2 separate regions of the Sus scrofa genome follow, and region 2 is linked to region 1. The links are chromatin contacts, called in public Hi-C maps. All regions are on one chromosome and are shown on one strand. Each heading gives the region's core, a stretch centred on a gene start, on an enhancer-like site or on the middle of the called end of the contact. The rest is flanking DNA. Distances are from core to core; before and after follow the strand shown.

Evidence for each region. A called contact is a pair of places that touch in the nucleus more often than the background predicts.
Region 2: a Hi-C map of liver shows a contact between it and region 1, with 4 times the contacts expected there. The contact joins two enhancer-like sites. A contact is called at or near these places in 2 of 47 Hi-C or Micro-C datasets (embryonic fibroblasts and liver).

What each region holds. Positions count from the first base shown.
Region 1 is chr8:29,525,031-29,530,321 of Sscrofa11.1, forward strand. The region is part of intron 14 of TBC1D1 (TBC1 domain family member 1); the gene reads left to right. Among named protein-coding and RNA genes, the nearest start is that of MIR9840, 21 kb to the right of the region's middle. Within about 2 kb of position 3,506, at least 6 of the 83 cell types and tissues checked have an H3K27ac peak or open chromatin away from gene starts, as enhancers often do. A contact at or near this core is called in liver, where this site is marked.
Region 2 is chr8:29,811,418-29,816,840 of Sscrofa11.1, forward strand. No RefSeq gene overlaps it. Among named protein-coding and RNA genes, the nearest start is that of KLF3, 210 kb to the right of the region's middle. Within about 2 kb of position 1,289, at least 23 of the 83 cell types and tissues checked have an H3K27ac peak or open chromatin away from gene starts, as enhancers often do. A contact at or near this core is called in liver, where this site is marked.

The DNA of each region.
Region 1 (5,291 bases), core at 2,256-4,755:
GTGGAGTAAAAGAACAATTCTTATGTTGGCAGTATTCTAGAATTACATGCTAATTCTTGCTCATACACATTTGGGGCATTATTTACTGGTAATTCTCATTTTTAAAAAACAGAATTAGAAACTTCCTGGATGAGTGGTTTCTGCTAATTTCATCTATTTAAGTGAAAGAAAACACTGTACCTCCTGGAGGGGGCAAGGCCGGGCGTTCCCACTGGACTTGAGCTAGTGGCCCCAGAATTTCAGCTGCTAGCACACTCTTGGTTTTGTAAAATCCAGAGATAAAGCCAAGGGATGCGTTACACTGCTTTCTAAATGGATTTTTTTCCCCAAGTAAATTTGCTTTGTCATTGTCCTATAAATGAAAATATTTGCAGAATGAGTGCTAACAAGATTTTAAACACCTACCAAAGTAGGAATGCTATAATTATGATCTTATATTATTCTGAAAATAACTTGCAGTCCCAATCCATGCATTTTATACTTGGGAGAATAATGGGTTTTCCACAGAAAGTTGAAGACTTGTGCTCATTTCCTGTCCAGGTGTGTTAGCTTGAGAATTTTCGGTTGAGGACAGTCTTAGTGATGAGAGGTTATAGTCTCACCTCTTTGATTTTTTTTTGTTTGTTTGTTTGTTTGTTTGTTTTGGTTTTTTGCAGCATCTTCCCCAGACAGTTACTGAAGGGAAGTTTTTCTTTTTCCTATTGGCAGCAGCCTTGTCTCTTGCAAAGACTTGTGTTGGGGGTGGGGTGTGGGAACACTTGGCCTTTTCTGTCCTGCAAGACTTTTAAGTGTGGGACTTAGATTAGAGGGCGTAGGCAGGGATACCTGCCTTAACAAAGGAGGCATTTCTTCTGTCTCTTTGCAGAATGGCCGGTGTGGCTTGAGTTCATCATTCTCCCTAGGGAAATGTATGCACCATCTCCTGCAAGTTTTCTTCCATTGTCGCTAACACTCTGGTCTCCATCGAACCTTGTATAGCTCCCAGCATGCAGGAGGCTACGTACTGGTAGACCAGATGCTGCATTTCCATTCATTTGCCAGGTCAGTTCCACCTTTTTCAGCCCGTCACTTCCAGGTTGCAGATTTGACCTCACTGAGAGATTGTCTCTCGCTTGAATGTTCTGGAAATCCTGCTACACTGGCATAACCGGAGAGGGATTAATTCATACATAAGAAGGAGCCTGGCTGATAGCAGGTCCAGGCTGTTCATTAGTTCTGCGACATTCCCAGTGGGCTGGGGTCCTTTCTACTTTTCTGTTTCATCCTCTTGACCACCTTCTGGTCACAGTGCGGCTGCTCCCGTTCTGCTTCCCCTGCAGCTCTGAGGAGAACAAAGGAGGAGGCACCCAGGGCCAAGGGTGACCCCTTTGTAGCAAGAGAGCCGAAGTCCCTAGTAGAGGTCTTGTGTCTGTGTCTGGAACTCTGTCACCTGGCCACTGGGCAGCACTGATTCTCCGCTGAGCACGTGGCCACCCTGTCAGATGCCGCGGTCGTGAGGATGAAGGGGAGTGTGCGTGTGGAGCTGTGGGTGGTGCCCACTCCCCGTGTGCTGGGCTGCTTCACGCTGCTGTCGTCTTGCATGGGCTGGTTCCCTTTGCCCAGAAGGCTGCGTCTGTCCCCTCGACACCCGGCCCAGCATGCTTTAGCATGAACAGACAGATGAGCCTAAGCCAGCTTCTGGTCCTTTCTGGTGTTCCTTCCTCCTTTCTCTCAGCATGGTCAGCCTCTCTGCTCCTGATGTTTCTTAGGGTCCTTGCAGCCCTGTTGGAGAACTGCCTACTTGTGTCTTGCGGTTGTTGGTCCTGACCTGTAGGTCTGTACTGTCCACTAGCTGCAGTGCTGGTAGAAGTTGAATCCTCCACTCTCGCCTCATTTCAGGTGCTCAAGAACCACGTGTGGCTGGCGGCTGCCATGTTGGAGAGCACAGCTCTGGAACCTTCCCTTCGTCCAAGTTCTCTTGGACATGCTGCTCTGGGGATGAGCTCTTAGAGGCTTCCCTTCGCCCTGACTCCTCACTCAGAGCTGCAGGCATGGTGCCTAGGGGGTGGCACTCATGCTGCGTTCCCTCCTGACAGACGTGCTTGACTTTGGGCAGAGACTCTGCAGCCCACCCAGCTTCTAAAGTGATGGTTACTAGATAGGGAGGAGGTGAGTCCACTGCCTTCAAGGAATCCTAAAAGTAAGTGGGAACTTTGAAAATGAGAACTTTTCCAAATTCCTTATTTTACAGGTGAAGAAATCGAGGCTTAGAGACAGAAAGGGACCCACTTAAGATCAAACAGGCCGTCAGTGGTAGAATGGACTTAGAATTGTGGTTCTCTTCTCATTAAACCAGATCCGGTCGAGTATCACCAACCTGTTTGTTTCCCTAATTATATTCAGTTTTTGCTCCCTCAACCAGTTTCCAGCTTCTTGAGAGAGGAAGTCGTTTTGTGCTTGTAGCTTATCCTCACATGCCCCCTGCAGATCGGCTGTGCTCAGAGGGTGCTCAGGAAGCAGATGAGCCTAAGCCTGTCTTCGTCAGCCAGTGATCACTTAGTTGCAAGAACAGAAAATGACTCCAGCAAGCTTAATCAGAAGGAGGCTTGTAAAAATCAAGATAAGGGCAAGAGCCAGGAATCAGAACATTGACTGGAACCAAAGAAGTCTCTCTGGCTCCCTCTTTTTGGGATCATGCAATTCTTTTTTCTCTTCTTTTGTGGTCTCCTCCTCATTCTACACACCAACTCCCCCAGCTTGTTCATCACTGTATACGGCCAGCCAGCCAGCCAGCCAGCCAACCAGCCCCCGAGTCTGTAGGACCTCTTAGCTCCAGAGGCATCTGATTACCTGACTGCCAAACTGTGTTTTTTTTTTTTTTAATGATTTTTATTTTTTTCCATTATAGCTGGTTTACAGTATTCTATCAGTTTTCTACTATACAGCAGGGTGACCCATTCACAATGCATATATGCATTCCTTCTTTTTCACATTATCAAGCTCCATCATAAGCACCTAGATATAGTTCCCAGCGCTATACAGCAGGACCAATCTGTATTTTACTCCAGTTTTCTGGGAGCCAATTGACTCGACTCATGGTAGTTCTTCAGGGAGGGATGGGAGGGGCATGGTACCAGCATGGCAGTGGGGACCCACCTAAGATGTTGTCTGGGCCAACGGGCAGAGAGGATATAGCCTCATACAACTCAGTGTATTCTTGTTAATTATATTGCTCAACCAGGACAGTGAAAGTAACCGGGGCTCACTAGCTTTGTAACAGTACGTGGGTATCCGAAAGTGGGTGAAATTGTGTGTGAGCAAGTATGGAGGTATCTTATTACCAGAAGTACTTGGATAGAAGCTGCGTGATCTCCTGGCAGAGGTTTCTCTGCTGAGAATGACATTCGATTGCTCTATTTACCCAGTAATAAGAGTTCGGGATTCTGAGAGCAAATAGTTGTCACGTGGCTCAGCAGCCAAAGGCGGTCAAGGTCCCTGGGGGAGGAAAGGCTGGCGGGCCATGCCGGGCTCCCCGTGGGTTTTAGACATGTGTGTGGCGAGCTGGCCTCAGGGCGCTCTCACATGCCTGTGTCCACTTAGACCTTGCCCGGCCATGGTGAGTCCTGGGGACCCATTTCCAAAACTGCATTCAAGATCCATGGGGCAGGGACACTGTCTCGTTATGGTTCTGCAACCTGGCAGCGGGTTTGGTTCATAGGTGGTGCTTGGCTTCTGTTGGACACAGGGGTGTATGGTTTTGGAATATTAATGGCATGTGGGCATTTTATTATTAACTACTCGGAATATACTATGTAAAAAATAACATATACTTGAGAAAAAATACAAGGAGAATACACTGGTATTCTATAGAAGTTTTGATAAGTTGTAGTGATAGGTGGTATTTCCCCCTTTTCTCTTTTTAAGTTTTATAATGTGATTTTCCCCCTTTTCGACTGCATCCACGGCATGTGGAAATCCTGGGGCTAAGGATCAAACTGGTACCACAGCAGTGACCCAAGCTGTAGCAATGACAACACCAGATCCTTAACCGCTAGACCACCAGGGAACTTCCTATAGTGACATTTTGATAGGAAAAATTCATTTTTAATTAAGAAACATTTGGAATATTTCTAGCTTTATGGAGGTTAAAGTGGAAACACATTTCTGTTATAGATCATGTTGGTAGCAAGTATTCAGATTTATTGGAAATGGACTCAGTTATAGAATCACTTCTCTTGTTGGCTTAAATGACAGATGATCATTTGATGACTTTTCCCTCCTTTATTCTATGAAATTATTATTATTTTTTTTTTTTTTTTTTTTTTGTCTTTTGTTGTTGCTATTTCTTGGGCCACTCCCGTGGCATATGGAGGTTCCCAGGCTAGGGGTTGAATCGGAGCTGTAGCCACCAGCCTACACCAGAGCCACAGCAACGCGGGATCCGAGCCGCGTCTGCAACCTACACCACAGCTCACGGCAACGCCGGATCGTTAACCCACTGAGCAAGGGCAGGGACCGAACCCGCAACCTCATGGTTCCTAGTCGGATTCGTTAACCACTGCGCCACGACAGGAACTCCTATTCTATGAAATTATTAAATTTGGCGTGACCAGTAATTGGAGTTGAGAAAATGACAGCCTTAATTGTCAGAAATCAAGCCTTAAAGTTAGAGATGCATGGTTTTCTTTCGAAGGCTCTTCTTCTTGGCTCTCCCACTGCTGCTGTCACCTCCCTCAGAAGCCTTTGCTCCCAGGGGCCACTTAGCACCTGCTCACCTGTCTTGGAAAGAGCCTTGGATGTCGCAGAGCACTTCGCTCAGTGAGTGTCCAAATTTCTCTGGTTCCAGCAGATATAAGATGTCAGGATGTTATGTTTACAGCTTCAGAGAATAGTTTGGGAATGGAAACCTTTTTAAAAAATAAAAGTTAAATTAAGAAATATAAAAGCTCATAGAACCCTTTTCTCATTCTGGTAGCTTAAAAGAGACCATGTTTCATCTTCTCTGATTGCTCTTTCCATAAAACTAAAAGCTTTTTTTTTTTTTTTTTTTTTTTGAAATTGTAATCAACAGGTTAGTCCAAATCGGTATGTTCTATTCCTAAAATAACATAGTTTGTTAAAGTTTAAACTCTGTGGCTGCAGTCATTTTAAGGTTCCTGATGATAGAATGTTTTAATCTTTTTTCTGAAGGAGTAACATCAATGATATGAAAAACATATCACGGTGCCTGCTTGTAGCGGGATAATGACCCAGGTCACCTCCCCCAGTTGCCTCTCCTTGGAGGCTTTGGCTTTTGCCTTCTTGGTCACTCG
Region 2 (5,423 bases), core at 39-2,538, 280 kb after region 1:
CCATATGCCACAGGGGCGGCCCTAAAAAGCAAAATAAGAAAAAAAAATAAATAAATAAAAAACTGCATCAGTTAAAATAAGAAAAGAACCCAACCAGACCATCCATGCTTTCCTTTTTTCTAATACAGATTTCCCTTCCCAACCCCACTCTGAAGTTTCTCTAACCTCACTCTGATGATGGAGAACCCAGGACTCAGCTATAGATTTCTTTTCATATAAAAAACACTCTTTTGGAGCTGACCTCTAGGAAGGTATTTTGAAAATATGATGATAATAATGTTACCAGCTTGTTTGTTTTTTCTTAATTATCTGCTAATATTTTGGAATCGGTTTTCAAAAATTTCTAGTCCTTCTGCCTTTGTCTGATGACATAGATCTTCTGTTAGCAGGTGAGGGAAGCCCAGGAAAACACAACATATCTTTTCCCTTTTGTTATAATTCTAACTCTGCACCTCAATTTCTGCCCAGCCATGATTTCAGAGCCCAAAGCCTATAGCCTGTCCTGATTTGCATAACTGGCTTCTGGAGGCAAGTTAAGGAATCATTAAGGCACCTACCCTTTGCCCCCTCCTTGGCCAAGTTGCTTAATTAACTTGGTTAAAATGCAGTCCAGTGTGATGAGAATAATTGCATTTGTGTGTCTTAATAACTGATCTGTTCCTATGCAATTGCCCACTTCACTCTAATAAAAAATATATACATGTGATGTGACATATGAATCTTCATGCTCACAAAATGAGCTCAAACTTGAAAGAGATCCAGACTACAACACCGTTTATTATTTTTAGAGCATTACCTAGTCATTTTGATTCATTCGCTTGGAGTGCTTTTCCCTGCAGCTCCCCAGGGAGAGGTGGGGAGAAAAGATGGTAAAACATAAATTTCCTTTGGTGACGAGTTCACATCTGTTTAGAACTGTAACATGGCAAATCATTGTGAAATCTTCTAATGGATGCCTGTCCAATGCCAAATAAGCCCAGGACCAAACACGCATAAAGAAATAATTGAAAGACACTGGACTGAATCCAAAAGATCCTGGCTAATGTTTCACCTAATCTCTCTCTGGTCTCTCCCGCCTGCAGCAGTCGCCCTACCTACAAGATAGGCACTTCACAGCTTCCTTGCAGCTGCTTCTTGGCTGTTTGCACCCTCTAACCTCCTGGCAGAAGACTAAGAACTACTCTGAAGCCAAAAGCATAAAAGGAGGAAAGGTTGGCACTCGAAGTGAAAGGTGGGGCCGTTGGAGCTTATCACACGTCTTCTGTAAGGGTTAATTCCCCTCTGCCCCTGTTGGGGGCTGAGACTGACCTCAGCCTGCAAGGGACTGGCCCAGGGCTAGGGAGATGTCCCCAGGTGGCAATCCCAGATCTACAATTTGACTCTATAATTTGGGGTGGGGGGAGTAGGGAATAAGAGTGAGAACAAAAGTTTCACCAAAAAAAAAAAAAAAAAAAAAAAAAAGCTCTTTTTGTTTCCAATTCTTTTCATCTTGGCTCTATCTCTAGCACTGCTAGTCAGAACCTTAGCCGCTAAGGGTGGGGTTGGGTGGAGCTTTAGGGATTTTTTTTTTCTTAAAGGGAAAGAATAGGGAAGTCTCCTGGAACATCTCCATTTTGCTTGAACTTGATCATGGTCACACACACACACACACACACACCCACTGGGCAATGTCTGATTATATCTCTTTGGAAATGGCATTTGCAAAGGTGGCATCAGCACAGCAGAGAGCAGAAGGGAATTCTGCTGCTATTCTGGAGGAATTTGGACCTGTGAGGTATTTAGTTATTGATGATTTCAACTGGTCTAAGCCAGGTTTGAGCTTTAAGACCGCGTGCCTGGAATTGGCAACAAAATGGCCATTTATTGCTGGGGAAGGCTACTGAGATTCAGCTATTTTAAGGCAGTTCCTATATTTAGATACTGTATTCTACACTTAAAAAAAAAAAAAAAAAAAAAAAAAAAACAAGCAAATGAGAAAGGGCAAAACGCCCCAGTACTGATCGCTTCTCCCCCCACTCTCCTCAAAAGAATTTTAGCTGAGTTTCAGCCTTGGAATTTATTTTTTGAACAGTAAGACATGCTATATATTGGAAGAAAATACAATATGGGAAAATTTAAATTTACCAAATTAAGTACAGAGAAATAGAGCATATTACAGAATGGTTTGTTATAGGGCCTTTTAGGTAAACACTCCTTAAGAATCTTTCAGCTGGGGATTGTTGCTTATGTTAACCCTTTAGGATCCTGTACAGGAAAGTTCCCCTGTGTAAATATCATACTTATGGAATATGCAGGGTGCCTGAGGCTGAATCCAAACTCCACCACTCACAGGCATGGGACGGTGGCCCAGTTACTTCACCCCTCTGAGCCTCAGTTTCCCCATCTGTAAAACGAGGGCAGCATTTTCCTGCCTCATAAGGTTTAAATGAGCTGCTTGCTATCCCACCCCGTAGGTGTTTCATGGCTCTAAGCCTCCTGTGGGTTCTCCTTCTTCCCCCTCAGCCCCGGCTTCCCCCCCAGAGCACCCCCACACACACCAACTGAGACCACATGGGGCAGTCGGCAGCGAGCAAAAGAAATTTCAGGCCTTCTTTGCATCTTTTGCTGTTTCAGATGTATGTCAGGGAAGATGTGACCTCAGACAAAGAGGGGCCAGACAGCAATGGCTGTTTCTGCCTGTCTTATATTTATTTATTTTTAAAACAAATACTTCTGCAGCCCTTACCATGGGACAGGTATATTGTAGGCACTTGACAAATACTGACTCATCTGGTCTTTCATAACAAACCTGTGTATACTATTATTATTCCCATTTTGCAGCTGAGGAAGCAGAAACACAAATGGCTTAAGTAACTTGTCCAAGATCACATAACAGGTAAGAGGCAGAGTCCCAGGCAACCTAGTCCATTCTCTTCGTAGGTATCATGGCCAGGCTCTCTATTTGGAGGCCCTGCTGAGCCCAAAGCCAGCTGGGTGAAATACCAAGGTCAGCTCTGCACACTGTCAAATATCAGCAGGGCCAGAAGCCCTGAAGTTGCAAGAGTCTCTGTTGATAAGCTTTGTGTAGCCCCGACCTCAGAGCAGGGAGACCCAGATGAGGTTGGCTGAACAAGCAACGGGCCCATTTCCCAGGCCTTTGGCGCTCCGCCCACCTCTCCACTCCCACCGCCTAGGAGGTTGCAACCTCCTCTCAAGTTTCTTCATCCTTCCTCGCCCTCTTGGCTCAGTGAATATGAATTGGCTGGCTGTTTCGGCTGGAGTGGGTGGGAGGGCGGCAGAAGGAGGGAGGCATTAAAGCAATCAAGGAAAAAAAAAAAAAGAAAGAACTTTGAAATTTTTAGTAATTTTTTCTTAAATTACAAAAGCCATGTGTGTTTGTGGCAGATATGGCAAAAACATATCTGTTTCCCCCATTTCCCCTTCTCTCTTCCACTCTCCCGCCAGGGGTGATCATGTGACACAAATCAGGCCAATGAGGCGTAAGTGTGTGATGGAGTTCCTGGGACAGCTCTTGTTTTCCTGGGACAGGCACTGGGCCTTCTGGTCCCCTTTCTCCTCTGAATGCACCCGTGATGACTGGAAAGCAATGGACACGTTAAAGCCCTGAAGGAAAAGCCATGAAAATTTCAGAACTCAGCCTTGGCCTGGTTGAGCCACGGAACCGCTGTAATTTGAATTTTTGTTAATTGTAGCCAAGAATACTCCTGTCTACACAATGTTCATTGTAGAAAGGTTAGAAAATACAGACAAAAAAAAAGAAGGAAGGAAAATATCACCTATAGTCCTACCATCCGGAAATAAGCAAAATTAATATTACAATATATAGCTCTTCAATTTTTCCTCTGGAAACTGCTCTACGAACACTCTTTCGTGATTGATTCTTATCCTTTCAATATGCTGTGGCCCTCTTTCTATAATCATCCACTTATCACTGTATGAATGTTACAAAGTCTATTTAACCAATTCCCTATTATTGAACATTTGAACATTTTTTATTTCCAAGGTTTTGTTTTTTTGTTGTTGTTTTGTTTTATTTTTCCATTTCTAGGGCCACACCCATGGCATACGGAGGTTCCCAGGCTAGGGGTCCATCTGGAGCTGTAGCCACTGGCCTACACCACAGCCACAGCAATGCGGGATCCTTAACCCACTGAGCAAGGCCAGGGATCGAAGCTGCTTCAGAAACCTCATGGATACTAGTCAGATTCGTTTCTGCTGAGCCATGACGGGAACTCCTGTTATTTCCAGTTTTCAGCTCTTGTAAACAATGATCATGTGAACACGTTTGCAGATATATTTTTGTCTGATTTTTCCCCCCTTAGGATAAATTCTGAAAATTAATGTGAATTGCTGGATCAAAAAGAACTTACAGGAGTTCTCTTGTGGCACAGCAGGTGAAGGATCTGGCATTGTCACTGCAGCAGCTTGGGTCACTTCTGTGGCACAGATTCAACCCCTGGAGGAATATCCTGGGGACATGGCCAGAAGAAAAAAAAAAAAAGGGAATGGACATTTTTTAGGCTTTCTAACTTATGGATAAAATGCCTTTCAGAAAAGTTTTACCAAATTTTATGCTTTCACTTGCAGTGCAGGCCTTTCCCCTACAATACTGTCAATATCAGGAATTATAATCTTTCAAAAAATATCTGTCACTTTAATGGGCAGTATATAGATTAATTTAAATTAATTTTTTTGTCTTTTTTGCCATTTCTTGGGCTGCTCCTGTGGCATATGGAGGTTCCCAGGTTCCCGAATCGGAGCTGTAGCCGCCGGCCTACACCACAGCCACAGCAACTCGGGATCCGAGCCATGTCTGTGACCTACACCACAGCTCACAGCAACGCTGGATCCTTAACCAACTGAGCAAGGCCAGGGATTGAACCTGCAACCTCATGGTTCCTAGTCAGATTCGTTAACCACTGAGCCACAACAGGAACTCCTAAATTAATTTAATAATTGAGTTAGACATATTTCCATGGTATCATCTGCCATTTCTAATTCTATTAATCACCTGTTATGTGCAAAACACTGGGCGAGGTAGTTTGCATATGTTATTTCCTCTAATCCTCCCCAATCTTTTATCTTTTGTTTTGTGGATGAGTAAATGACAGCTCAGAGAGGTTGAATAACTTGCTCAAGATCACACAATTAGTAAGTGATCAAACTGGGCTTCCTAACTAGGTCTCCCTGACTCCAAAGCAGACACTATAATAAATAAACTTAAAAGGGGGGGGGATGGTGGGGCACTAAGTTCTCAAGTCCTAGCTGAATTGATCTGAAACCGGTAGGAAAGAGAGGGAACGCTTGAAGGGATAACTCAGGAAAGTTCATGGAAGGAACTATTTAGAGGGATGAGGGGAGGGTTGAGGGACCCTCAGTCAAGGGCTGATGAAGCACCAAGGGACTATCAAAGGCGGGAAGCC